Linked DNA regions of Mus musculus: regions 1 and 3 are each linked to region 2. Evidence: chromatin contacts called from public HiChIP or PLAC-seq and Micro-C data. All regions are on one chromosome and are shown on one strand. The core of a region is the stretch at or near the end of the contact, and the rest is flanking DNA. Distances in the headings are between cores, read along the strand shown.

The links. A called contact is a pair of places that touch in the nucleus more often than the background predicts. HiChIP or PLAC-seq counts read pairs in DNA pulled down with a chosen protein or histone mark.
Region 1: a contact with region 2 is called in a Micro-C map of B cells, with 8 times the contacts expected there. The contact joins the enhancer-like site here to the promoter of Olig2 in region 2. A contact is called at or near these places in 26 of 39 promoter capture datasets (the 3T3-L1 cell line, 3T3-L1-derived adipocytes, the C10 cell line and 13 more), 4 of 15 datasets of contacts at CTCF or cohesin (embryonic stem cells, pro-B cells and stem cell-derived epiblast-like cells), 146 of 484 Hi-C or Micro-C datasets (8-cell embryo, B cells, the CH12 cell line and 62 more), 29 of 115 datasets of contacts at active chromatin or transcription factors (the HPC-7 cell line, acute myeloid leukemia, astrocytes and 14 more) and 3 of 9 other capture datasets (embryonic stem cells, liver and macrophages).
Region 3: a contact with region 2 is called in an H3K4me3 HiChIP or PLAC-seq map of embryonic forebrain, with 2.4 times the contacts expected there. The contact joins the enhancer-like site here to the promoter of Olig2 in region 2. A contact is called at or near these places in 1 of 39 promoter capture datasets (the SN4741 cell line), 4 of 115 datasets of contacts at active chromatin or transcription factors (embryonic forebrain, embryonic midbrain, neural stem cells and 1 more) and 5 of 9 other capture datasets (adipose tissue, embryonic tail, embryonic trunk and 2 more).

Annotation. Positions count from the first base shown.
Region 1 is chr16:91,345,308-91,349,671 of GRCm38.p6, reverse strand. It overlaps the pseudogene Gm24695. Among named protein-coding and RNA genes, the nearest start is that of Ifnar2, 25 kb to the left of the region's middle. Within about 2 kb of position 1,976, at least 30 of the 459 cell types and tissues checked have an H3K27ac peak or open chromatin away from gene starts, as enhancers often do. A contact at or near this core is called in B cells, the CH12 cell line, bone marrow-derived dendritic cells and 6 more, where this site is marked.
Region 2 is chr16:91,223,315-91,227,788 of GRCm38.p6, reverse strand. It overlaps Olig2 (oligodendrocyte transcription factor 2), which reads right to left and starts at 2,239. Exons shown (of 2, transcript NM_016967.2): 1 at 2,136-2,239; 2 at 1-1,444. The coding sequence starts at 1,389. The coding sequence ends at 418.
Region 3 is chr16:91,138,519-91,142,683 of GRCm38.p6, reverse strand. Gm41492 (a long non-coding RNA gene) reads left to right here. Exons shown (of 3, transcript XR_876242.2): 3 at 4,064-4,165. Among named protein-coding and RNA genes, the nearest start is that of Gm41492, 60 kb to the left of the region's middle. RefSeq lists an enhancer at 414-3,539. Within about 2 kb of position 2,068, at least 36 of the 459 cell types and tissues checked have an H3K27ac peak or open chromatin away from gene starts, as enhancers often do. A contact at or near this core is called in embryonic forebrain and neural stem cells, where this site is marked.

The DNA.
Region 1 (4,364 bases), core at 727-3,226, 120 kb before region 2:
ATCATATTAATAATTCCTCCTTTCAAAGTACTAACTAGCAAGAAACCAAAGCAGCTGTATTGAGTATCTCCATAAGAGATGTGAAGAAGAACTTGAAAGAGCTGGGCAGGAAAGTGAATTCTTTAAGCATAAAATATAAAGGTGAATGCTAATGGGGACATTATGTTTTGTTTGCTTACTGAGTTTCCCCTTTAAGATACAAGGGGGATTATGTGTGTGATTTACATGTGAGGGATAGAAGAAGCCTGCCATTTTTTTTTTTAAGCAGCTGTATTTAAAAAAAAATCTGGTTGCAATTCTTGTAACCAAACCTAACTGTGCACTCCACTGCAGATTTTTGGCATGGAGATAAGCCAGAGAAAATAAAAGTTGGAGGCTGCAAAACACAGGGCTGGTTACTGTCCACCTTACAGCTTTTCTTTTTCTTATACATCTTTAAAAACAGACCACTTTTTTTTTTGGGTGGGGGGGGGAGGGAGGTTGGTTTGGGTTTTAAAATTATCATGAGGGAGGGGGAACCAGAGTGGAGAGGAAGAGAACAGAGCTTTCGAAAGGACCTGGCCTTGACGCCAAAGCCCCTCACAAAGAACTTCGGGGAGCGCAGGAAACAGAATTGAAAATTTGTCTCAAGCAGTTTTTAATCATGCCAGGGAATCAACCGGGATTCCTTGGAAGCTTCATCAGCAGAAATGCACATTTGTGTGTGTGTGTGTGTGCGTGCGTGCGTGCGTGCGTGCGTGCGTGCGTGCGTGCATGCGTGCGTGTGTGTGTGTGTGTGTGTGTGTGTGTGTGTGCGCGCGCGCGCGTGACTTTAAAACACCCTTCCTAGAGACTTAAGCCTGGGTGGGGTTAGCATTTCTCTTTCAGCTGTGACTGATCTCAGCACACGTTTGGAACTTTTGTCTCCAACACGTGTGAACTTTGAGGCCTACATTAGCACTCTTCCCTCTCTGGTTTGAGTGCAAATGAAAGCAGTCAAGCTTGAAACCACCTCAGAAGGCAGAATGGAGCTGACAGCTGAAATCGGTCCGTGAGATTGCTTAAGGCCCAAACCAGCTTGAAAACCAACGTGTCCCCCCGCCCCTTACACCCCTCCACCCCCCCATCGCTTTTCTACCATCTCCGAAAACCATGGGAACGTAAGACACCAGGTAACAAATACGCTCAGGCTTCGCGTTCAGTTTCCAGGGTGGGGACTGGAGCCAGCCCGAAAACAATAAGAACAAAAATAGCTGTGCGCTGCGGCAGGGCGCGTAACCATATTGTACTCAACGGGAGGTTATTAATTTCACAGTTTTCATAGATAAGTTTAAACATAGGAACATGTCACAAATAAGCCCCGATCTCAGGGAGGCTACCCCCAGCTGGGATTTCACAGTCTGCAGTTTTTAAATTCAGCCGAGTCCCCAAGGGCCAATCAATATTGGTGACAATTATTCTTAGCACAGGGCCCAAATGCAGTGGGTGTGTTTTTGTCCCTGGTATCAAGGTGGGATTGTGTGATAGAGAAATAAGCAAATTCCCCAGGGGCTGTCGGTGGCTCCCGACAGCTGCGGCGAGTCCGCTGTGGGTCTCTCTGGCCTGTTTCTCCAGAATAGGCCCATAATGACCCCATTATTTTAACCCTTAAACATGAGCAACGTTTGATAGCTAGCTAGCAAAAGCCTAGTGTCAGACAAAGAGCACGGGGAAATGCATAAACAAACCAGATCATCTCGACGCAGCTGCAGGGAGCACTGCACACACAGGGAGCACTGCACACACGCAGGGTTTATTTACTTGCTCCTGTTTCCAAGCACAGCCTCTCAGGGCCCAGTCCTGGGGACACAGGTATGTCCTCACGAGGCAGAGTCCCTCTACATTCTAGGGCAGGGAATATACATATTTTTCTCCAGTTTTTTTTTCTTTCTGATACTGGTTTATGCAAACGGTTCATTTTTTTTCTTTTGAGAAGTTATGCTTAAACATTTTTTTTTTTTTGAGGAAGTTGAGAAATAGCGAAAGCAGGGGATAAGGAATAGAAAATCCGAGGTGAATCGGAGCTCAAAATAACAGGTCAAAATGGTTTAGTTGTGGAGCTCAAGTTTAAGGGAGTTGGCCCTAACCTTGAGGCCACACTGCCGAAGCCGGAACGAGCCAGGGAGAGAAGGGTTCCTGGTCGTGGATGGAGAGTGTCGTTTTTTGTCTTTCTCTGGAACCTAATTCTGGTTTTCCAGAATCTACTTTCACATCCAGCTAATTAGTTGTTAAAAAATGTCAGATTGCCAGAGAGCTAAAATCATCTAATGCCCTTTTACAGGGATGCATAACAAAACAGACCCGGTCAGTACTGTGTGTTCAGTGCCTGTCCCTGTTTTTTCATGCTGCCCAGTTTTCTGAAACAAATGCCACAGAAATGGAAGGTTCTAGAACCAAAGGTCCAAAGCAGAAAAGTCTCAGGTAAAAACACTAGGCACGTGATTTGTTACCCAGCCATTTGGCAGCCATCTTGGAATTCGGATGTGTGTGTGTGTGTGTGTGTGTGTGTGTGTGTGAAAGAGAGAGAGAGAGAGAGAGGGAGAGAGAGAGAGAGAGACCATTTCAGGATGTGTGTGTGTGTGTGTGTGTGTGTGTGTGAGAGAGAGAGAGAGAGAGAGAGAGAGAGACCATTTCAGGTGGTACAAACCGGTTCGCTTCTTCGTGAGTGTCAGGTGCCTGTGGGTCCTGCCCAAGAAGAGAAGAAAGAACAGAACTGACTTAAGATGGTATTTAATCATGTCTTGCTTCCCACCCAGCCTGGAGCCCGGTGTGGGAGCTCCTCTCTGGGAGGCTGAGGCAGGGGGATCAAGAGTTTGAAGTCAGCCTGAGATACACAGTGAGTCTAAGACCAGACTGACTGAGCTACACAGCAGCATCCTCTCTTCAGAGCACAGCGAGGGGAGTGGCTAGGTGGGGAGGTGGCCCTTGAGGTAACTGTGGCAGCTGTGTAAACCTGAGTTCCACCCCTGCATCCCAAGTAGAAACCCAGCAGCATTGGGTGCACCTGTGACCCCAGCTCTACCCTGCGATATGAGGCAGGAACAGAACTGGGCAGAAACGTTGAAGGCCAGCTAGCCTGGGGCCCGGGGCCCGGGTCCCAGAGCAGGGAGACGCTGCCTTAAAAGGGAGACTGTGGACTCCCGAAACCGTTCTCTGCACTGTGGAGTGTAGGCATACACAAACATGCACTCACAATAAATGAACAAATGAATGAGCGAGTGAATGAATGAATGAATAAATGAAGAAACAAATAAATGGGGTGTTGAGGACACAGGGAGACAGCTCAGTTGGTAAAGTGTATGCCTCACAAGCCCAAGGAACTGGAGCTTGGCCCCCAGAACCCACAGTAAAAAGCAAAAGCTGGGAAGGTAGGGGAGAGAGGAGCCCTGGGGATCTCTGCCCACCTGGGCCAGCTTACCTGGTAATGTCCAGGCCAGCGAGGGACCTTGCCTTAAAAGGCAAGGGGCAGGCTCCTCAGGACACTCAGGGTCATCCTCTGAGCTCCCCATTCGTGCATATGTGCATGTACAACCACACACACACACCTCACACACACCACACACACACACACACACCACATACTACCTACCACACACACACACACCACACCACACAAACCAACCACACAAACACACATCATGCATACTACCCGACACACACACACACACACACACCACACACACCACACCACACACCATACACACCACACACACCACACACACCTCACACACACACCACACACATCACACACACCACACCACACACCATATACACCACACACACCACACACACCACACACATACCATACACATACACCATATACACCACATACACACACACACACACACACCACACATACTACCTACCACACACACACACACACACACACACCAACCACACACACACACACCACATACACATACCACACACACCACACACCATACACACATACACACACACACCACACACATACACATCACATCACACACCACACACACCACACACACACACCACACCACACACACATACCACACTCACACCACACATACCACACAAGCACAGGTGCACACATAGCATGCACACACACAGGAGAAAGAGGCATGAATGGGCCGTTCAGTTATAGTTCTGCACTGCCTGCGTTCACAGTGTTTTAACACTTCCTTGATACTGTGGCTCAAAGTGCCTGGTGTTGGTGGTTGAATGTCTGTCGGTCGGCATTTAAAAGCTTAAAAACACTTTGTCCTCTGTCTTGAGAGTGAGAGAAGACAGCTACGCTCCTGATAGCCATGGTGACTTGTGGTTAATATCATTAGACTTCTGGTTTGGATTATGGCTGCTAATTAGTT
Region 2 (4,474 bases), core at 990-3,489:
ACCCCGCCTGAAGTGGGGGAAAGAAGTCAAGTGCAGTGCTCTGCGTCTCGTCTAAGCCCAGACAGGGAGTCAATCTTTGTACACCGGAAAGTTAGTTTTTAGACTTCCTGGGGGTGCAGGCAGGAAGTTCCAGGGATGAAAGTACCCGCGCGTTGTGGCCGTTTTGTACAATGGCGCCTCCCAGACCCTTGGAGTGTTCAGCCAAAGAGTCAACCAGGTTCTGGAACGAACGCATCTCTCCATCGCTTCAAATGCTCCCATTGCTTCGGTTCCCATATATTCGACTCCCCATAATCCCCTAGGCCCAGCCCGTGGTCCAGCTCCCCTTCTTGCAACAGAGCCCCGGAGCCCCAGCGCTGGCCTGTCCGCGCTGCTCCGCAGCCCTTGGCTCTCCAGGACGCACCCCCGCTGGCCGGCTCACTTGGCGTCGGAGGTGAGGCGCGGCAAGGTGCCGGCGCCCATAGCCGACACGTGGTGGTGCGGCGGCGGCACCTGGCACATGCTGCAGGGGCACGGCATGCCGCCCCAGTGCTGGAAGCCACCGCTGCCACCGCTGCCTCCACCCCCGCCTCCGAGAGGGGCGGCTGCGGCTGCCGACGGTGACTTGAGCAGGCCGTGCGGAGGCCGGATGGATCCGACCGAGGACAGCCCGGAGCCCGGTAGAGAGGCGCTGGACACCGCTGCGGCGGCGGCGGCTGCGGCGGCGGCGGCGGCTGCGGGAGGGAGGATGGGGTGGTGCACGGCCGGGTGGTGCGCGGCGTGCGCGGCGGCCGCGGGGTGCGCCGTGGCGGTGGGTAGAGGCGCCGAGTGTGCCAGCCCGCCACAGGCCGATGGGTGGAAGCCGGCGTGGTGACCCCCGTAGATCTCGCTCACCAGTCGCTTCATCTCCTCCAGCGAGTTGGTGAGCATGAGGATGTAGTTTCGCGCCAGCAGCAGCGTGGCGATCTTGGAGAGCTTGCGCACCGACGGCCCGTGCGCGTAAGGCATGACCTCCCGCAGGCCGTCCATGGCGATGTTGAGGTCGTGCATGCGCTTGCGTTCGCGGCTGTTGATCTTCAGGCGCAGCTGCTGCAGCTCGGGCTCAGTCATCTGCTTCTTGTCTTTCTTGGTGGAAGACGTGGCCGCCGAGGACGTGGACGAGGAGGTGCTGGAGGAAGATGACTTGAAGCCACCGCCGCCCAGTTTGTCCCCGGGATGCGCGCCTGACGCGCCCATGGCCCCTCGTAGCTCGGAGCTCAGCTCTGGCGGGCAGTCGCTCGGCGTGGACGAGGACACAGTCCCTCCTGTGAAGCCGCTGCTGCTTCCCCCCTTGCTCCGGGCGGGCAGAAAAAGATCATCGGGTTCTGGGGACGATGGGCGACTAGACACCAGGCTGGCGTCCGAGTCCATGGCCCCAGGGATGATCTAAGCTCTCGAATGATCCTTCTTTTTTCAACCTTCCGAACTTGAGGAGAGAACCAGACAGATACACAGACACAGACACACACATACACAGAGACAGACAGACAGACACACAGGGTGTGGAGAAAGAAGTGAGACAATCGCCGTCCCCGCCTGCACGGCAGCTCCAGGAACCCGCAAAGGTGGTTGGCATCTACGCCGCGGCAGTCTGGCCTTCTAGCAGCCCGGGGCATGCAAGTTATCCTAATCTCTCTCCTCCCCACTCATCCACCGGTTACTTTATTTCAGGGACTTCTGGGTGGCCCTCAATGAGGGACATTCTAGAGGTTTTATTTCTTCAGTCCGGCCTGGAATAAATGAGGACTTTTCTCTGGACCGGAGATCTGAATAGAGAAGTATTTTCTATCTGGTGCTCAGACGCATCTGCCTTTAACGCCATCTACACACGCAGCAAACGCCGGCAAGCGTGAACACACGCACTGGCAGCCCGCATTGGATTCACTTTCTAAGCGCTGGTTCTACGACCGCGCGGCTAGCTTGCGGACTCGCAACAGGAGTTATTGGAGCCTGGGATGCTGCGGTGAGTGTAGACACCCAGGCAGTCATTAGTACCTATTGGGGCGGGATCTCGGCCAGTAGGCCAGCACTGTAGGGTGCATCCTAAATCCTAGCCACTTTGGAGAAGTCGGTCTTCGGGGTTTAGGCTGGAGCAGTTAAGGGGCGGGGACACTTACTGTGAATTAGATTTGAGGTGCTCGCTGCGGAGGAGAACCTGGCTCTGGGCGCTGGTGTTGGCTCGGTCTGTAATAAGCATCCACACCTTTCGGGGTTCCGCTGGTTTTTATAGCTGGGTGGAGGCAGCAGCGACGGCGGTGGCGGTGGTCCGGGCGGGGGGCGGGAACAATGTGCTTTTCCTGGAGGGGCAGAGGCGCCAATGAGCTGGGCCGGCCCGAGGGGCTGCGAAGCTGATGTCACCCGGCTAATTCCGCTCAATGAAACCCGCCGGGCCCGGCACACGCCTCCTCTCAGCACACAGCCAATGGGCGCCCGCGGTAGAGAGATTCGCGAGGAGGGATGGGAGGAGGGACCTGGGCAGGGAGAGGAAAGGGCGAGCTGAAGAAGCGGGTGGGCTAGCGGGGCTGCTAAAGAAGTCTGGGGACCCTGGCAGAGAGGGAACGCCTGCAACTTTCAATATAAATATTGTCACTGTAGCGTCAGGCCAGGGTACGGAGTGAGACGGGGAATCTGCAAACTCGTCCGATGGCCAACCAGTTCTATGGCTGAGAATGAACACCGAGGTTGCTTGCCACACCTGGAGTTTTTGCTAGCCCTCCCGCCTCCTCCTGTTTCCCGCTGCCGACCTATCGAGTGATTTTCATCAAACTGTGACCATTTGTGGTTGCATAAGAAAACACTAGCGGCGCAGAAGGCCCCCACTCCCTTAGCTCCTTTCTACTTAGTGGCAGTTGCTGCAGCTTTGGGGACAGGCGGTAGCGCCCCCAGGTGGGGGCATGGCCTTGGAGAGCACGGGGCGGGCAAGGAAGCAGAGAAAGGTTCTTAGCACTCTGGGAAGAAATCGCAATTCATTATAAAGTTTAGATTGTGTAGAAGCTCCGGAGAGCTATTTTCAATACAGTCAAAGCGCCAACGCATCGATGGTTAACGACTTCCACCTCATTCATTTTCAGGGAAACCCAGCCACTGAACTTCCAACATCTTGGTGCCCAAGCCTTGGAGTAGAGGCAACATTATTTGCAAAGAATTATCGGAGGCTCTCCGCTGTGGATGGGAGTTGATACTTGAAACACACTCCTAGCTGCCTTGGGACGTCTTTTATAGGTAGCAGCCTCTCTCTCTCTCTCTCTCTCTCTCTCTCTCTCTCTCTCTCTCTCACACACACACACACACACACACACACACACACACACATACAAAGCTGAGAAACTGGATCTGGGTGAATTGCCTGGGGAAGTCTAGAGATAACTATACACTCACCCATTTTATGGAAGTGAAAACCTAGGAATTGATTTCAGCAAGCCTCCAGGAGAAAATACGGCCAGGCCCATACAGGTGACCCTGCCTACCGTGGATGGATGCGAGCAATTGGCAGTGCCCAAGCATGGGGGCAGTAGGTTGTATCCCCACCCCCAACTGTTTCTCACATCCGGACATTTCCAGCTCAAATGCGTTTTGTTTGTTTGTTGGGATATTTATTTTTTACAGATCTCGGGTGCTACCTCTCCTCCACCCCCCAAACATAAGCGCCAATTCCTTCTCACGGAGTTTTAACGGTCTTTTCTCGTTACTTCTCATTGCTTGGTATTTGAATTCGCATATGTAGTTTTAACAAGCAAGCAGACAAACAGTAATTGGTCTTCTTGTAGCAAAGTCAGAACAGGCATGAAAACTCAGGCGATTGCTCCTCATTTCGTGCTAAGTTCTCCCCCGCCCCCCCCCCTGGGGTCCACCCTCGAGTGTCAGTGGGCTGGCGCGTTTGCCCCTCATCTCGTGCCTTCTGAAGCATTGTTTTCCGACCCGCGTGTTTCCCAGCTGGCTCTGCAGCCATCCGTTAAATATGTATTTAAAACATGAAGAATTGAAGCGTGGTGATAATGTCGCCCAACGGTTATGAGGATGACCCATAACCGTTCAATTAGCAGAATCTGTCACACGGGGCTTGTGGTGGGGATTAGGAGCTTGGGCATGTGAGGACCACTCTTGGGCCTTCGTTGGCAAACCGCAGAGAGGGCGTACGTGGGGGTGAGCTCTGTGGGGCCACCAGCTGGGATGTGGATCTCCAAAGTCCCTAACAAACCTCAGGCGGTACAATATGCGGGAGATAGGTTGCAGCCACCCAGGCTAGTGTGACTGCCCGGAGCATCCGAGCGCCCAGGTTCCTTCTTTTGTTGCGTTCTACTGGTTTGTCTCTTCTGCGTCCGGAAGTCTGCGGGAGAACTGCCTGACATTCTGTACACTTGGTCCAGTAGCTGGAGTTGGAGACCCGGACGAAAGTTGGGGAAACCTTTCTACAGCGGCGAGCCTGGAAAAGGAGCCGGAAGGCAAGAGCGCAGCG
Region 3 (4,165 bases), core at 819-3,318, 85 kb after region 2:
TCTTCCACACGCACCCCTGCACATACGTATTCCTTGACTACCCTTCCCTGTGTTTGTTAGACACCTTTTTCCTTCTCATTCCCAGCTGGGGCCAAGACTCACCCAATATGGTCACTTGGGATGCAGAAGAAGATGTTGGAACTTTAATTTTCTAACCTCACTGTTTGCAGTTGTCTTGGTCTTCCCTGTATTTTAAAGTACTGGGAACAGTTGATCTGGTAGAATGGCTTCTTTGTACCCTTAAGGAGTACCCTAACTTATTTTTGTTTGTTGGGGTGTGTGGTTAACATAGGCATCCTGGGGGCTCCTCCCACCCACACATCCTACTCATATTCCCAGGGTTAGAGGATGCCCCGCCCAGCAGATGCCCCGCCCAGCAGATGTCCTGCCTTGTCACCCTTTCATCTACTCCAGGCAGCTGATGTTCAAGACATTGTTTTTTTCACACAGGCCCACGCTAGGCCAGAGCTCTATTTAACCAAAGATTGTCACCCTGATTCTGAGTCTCTTGCTTTTACCTCTGCAGTGTTGGTACCCCAGGCTTATTTTTATTATTTATTTACTCATTCATTCATTCATTCATTCGCGGTGCTGGACCTCAGAGCCAGGGCCTTGCACATATAAGGCAAGCTCTCTATCATTGATCTATGCTCCTAACATCGATTTTAAATTCTAACTGTGTTTCTAAATAATATCCCGAACTTTTTTAATCCTTGATTCTTTGCAGTGTTTTTTTTGTTTTTTGTTTTTTGTTTTTGCTACCAGTTTCAGCTTTCCAAACAGAGGATAACTTCCAGGGGTATCTTACAGTTCTTTTGAACAAATTGCTTAAAATAGAAAGGCTGGGCCAGACTTGGGCCGTATTCCAGCCTTGTGGGAAGGTGAGGAAAGAGAGTTCCAAGGTCAGTTCTGGGCACAGAATTCCCAGTCTGGGGAATTTAGTAAGACCCTATCTAAACAAACAGATAAAACTTGGGCTGAGAATGGAGTTCACTGGCATTTGCCTAATAGGGCACAAGGCCCTAAGTTCAATTGTTAAGGCCCCAAAACGGCTTTTTTTTTTTTTTTTTAAGTTGGGAGACAAGGCAGAGCCATCATCATGTCCATGAAATTACAGCGAAGAAGTAAAACAAGGTACTTCGAGTCACAGAGCAGCAGTCCCTCAGCTCCATTTAGAGAAGCAGTGCATGGGCAGAGCCGTGCTTCCAAGCGATGCGCTAAGATTCCCCAGACACACACCCAGAGTGGGTGGTCCCCTGCCTTCTCCCAGCTTCCGCCCCGCGCAGCCCTAGAACCTGGAGCAAAGTCCTCACTGCAAGGTGGGTGTCAGCTTCAGAGCTGTGGTCAGGGCCCCGCAGCCTGTTAGTTTAGCAGTGCGTCTCTCCAAGGTCAGCAGTGGTCCCCGCAGAGGTTTGCTTCTGGAAGCTACTTCTTAGGAAATGAGATAACGCCTAGCAGCAGCTGGAAGTCCCGGGGCTTACATCCCTAACAAGTAGGAGCCTCACCTGAGCAGCAGGCCCGGGGGCTCCTTCTCATTCGGCTCGCTTGCTGTGCGCTCAGACTGGACGGGCAGTACAGAAGCCAAACGGCTCAAACCTGTGCAAGGGGGAAAGAAAGCCAATCAAATGTCAATGATGATCTCATTAAATAATGATTTTCATTCAAATTCCATAATACGAATTTCTCAGACCTCCTTATTAGTCGTGTCAAATAAACTTTGCTTTAATAATTGACGGCAGTTAAATTTTTTTTTTTTTTTTGCAGTCATTTTAGGTTTGGAGATTTTTTTTTTTTAATAGTGACCAAAAAAAAAAAAAAAAAAATCTTGCTCCATTCAGCCTCCTGAGAATGTTGGGTCGAGTTTTTTGATCCCTGTGACTCATTAATTTGGGGGCTGATGTAGTGCGAGGGGTTCTTGTTAGTGGCGTCTGTCCCGGCTGTAATGTTTTTGTTATTTTTCCTCATTTGTTCCTTCTGACATCATGTCATTACAGAATGGTGCTGTTCAGGCCCTGCCTTGGCTGTTCGTTAGCGTGTGTTTAATGAGCAGCTTAATTGAGCTGTCTAGTAGGCCACCTGTCGCCCTCCGGACTTATTAACATACTAATGGCCTGACATTGTATTCACTGACAGGCAACAGGGCTTACTGATTTGATGTCTGGGCATGGAGATTTTATAGGAATGAGAGCGGGCATTGGAAAGGGGGTTTAAAAAACGCAAATTAACTCTTCGGTATCTATGTGTTTATGGGTCTGTGTCAGGAAAGAAAAAAAAAAAAAATCAGCCGATCTCTGGCCAGGGTAGCTCATTCCCCGAGGGAGTCCCGCACTGCCATCCTTGCAAGCCGGGCTGTGAGTTCTGCAGGGGAGATACTCGGTGTAAGCAAGCTTTGTGTCCATTACAGAATTACTGTTGGGAACTGCTTCAAAGCGGAGTCCTATAGCCCGGGAAAGTTCTGAGACTTTCCTCCGCTGTAGCTTATACAAATGAGAAGCAGCAAGGCTCCACATGAGGGATTTGAGTGCTGTCTGGGTCCCCGCCTTCTAAATCCAGTTGAGGACTGGGTTGGGAACTGGGCTGACCCGCTGAACACCAGGGGCTTGAAGAAATTGGCGGAGCTCACACGAGCACGTCGGGGAGACACATTGATTTTCTTTGTGCTTCTTTGGGAGTGTAAGCGAGCCTTTTTCTCATCCCTTGTCCCTTGTAGAGGCAGAGGGGAAGGCTTCTGCTCAGGGGGAGACTACAGAGAGAGGGGAAAGGACAGCGCCCCCCACCCTTCCCACCTGTCTCTTCTTCCTCCTTGCCTGCCTACAGACCTAGCATAGCCGCCAGTCTTCAAAGCAATGGCTCTGGGAATCTATACGGATTAAAATCTGCAGACGGGTCATCACTAACGCTGAGCAGCAATGTAGAGCAAGCCAGGCTGGCGAGAGCCCCCTGACAGGGAGATGAGCCGCCTGGTTCTCCCGGGGCCTGTAGTTCTTATCAGGACAGCCAGGGCCTGCTGTGCACAGAGCCAGAGCGCTCTAGCTGCCGCTGCCCAGAAGCTGCATTCCAGAACTTGGCATGTCCAAGCTGCAGCTGGCAGAGGCTTCATGTGAGGTCACATGGATCCCCTCCCTCCATTCTTTGAGCAGAGAGAGTGCTGTCAGGACAGTCCCACTTCTTCTCCATGGAGGAGGCGGAGAATTGGGGACCCATCCAACTGATCTGATGATGATGGTGGTGGTGGTGATGATGATGATGAGGATAATAATGGTAATGACAGCAACACCTCTAGTCTCATCTGCAGCCAATCCTGACCACTTAGCCTATAAACATGATATCCTGCAGGTGTTTCTTCTCACACTTTCTCAGCATAGAGAAGCTCTTGAGCTGTCTGTTTGGAGGACAGGATCAGGAAGTCCTCAAGTAGTGTGAGATGTGGCCTCTACCCATAGATACAGAGAACACTTGCTGCTACAACACAACTATGACAAAGACATCACTTAGTCTGTTGTGGGACACCTGACCACAATGCAGTAGCCATCAGAGGGTTGTCCTAGAGTAGGTGTTCAGTGGGTTGTATGTATTATCTTTGAAAATGCCCCTTCCATACCCAATACCCCCTTGAGATAAGTACCATGTTATTCTGTCCTAAGATGGGAGAATTAAGTAATGTGTCTAAGATGACGCAGCCATCTGGGCATTCCATCTGGATCTCTGTAGCTTCAATACGCACACCATTTACTTTACAACACCATCCAGAACTTGGCCAAGATACCATGCACTGATTACATTACCAAGACCAGAGGTGATGGTTGATTCTATGCATCTGTTGGAAAAGGCCGCAGGGTGACCAGAGATTTGGTCCAACATCCTCCTGAATACTTCCATAATAGTGCTGTGGGGGCTAGACTAATGTTTTAATCAGTAAGCCAAATAAGGCAGATTGCTTTCTGACTTGTGAATGGACCTTGTCCACCCTGCTAAAGGGTTGGGCATAACAAAAATACTGACCTCTCCAGAAGCAAGAGAGAATCCTCCCTCCTCCAATACTGGATTTTTTTTTCCTCTTCAGATATGGGATATGAACTAAACATTGGTCTTTTGGGCATCTCATCTGCGACCTAACAGACTGGATATGCACAACCTGTTTCCTGGATCTCCTGCAGGCCTTGGG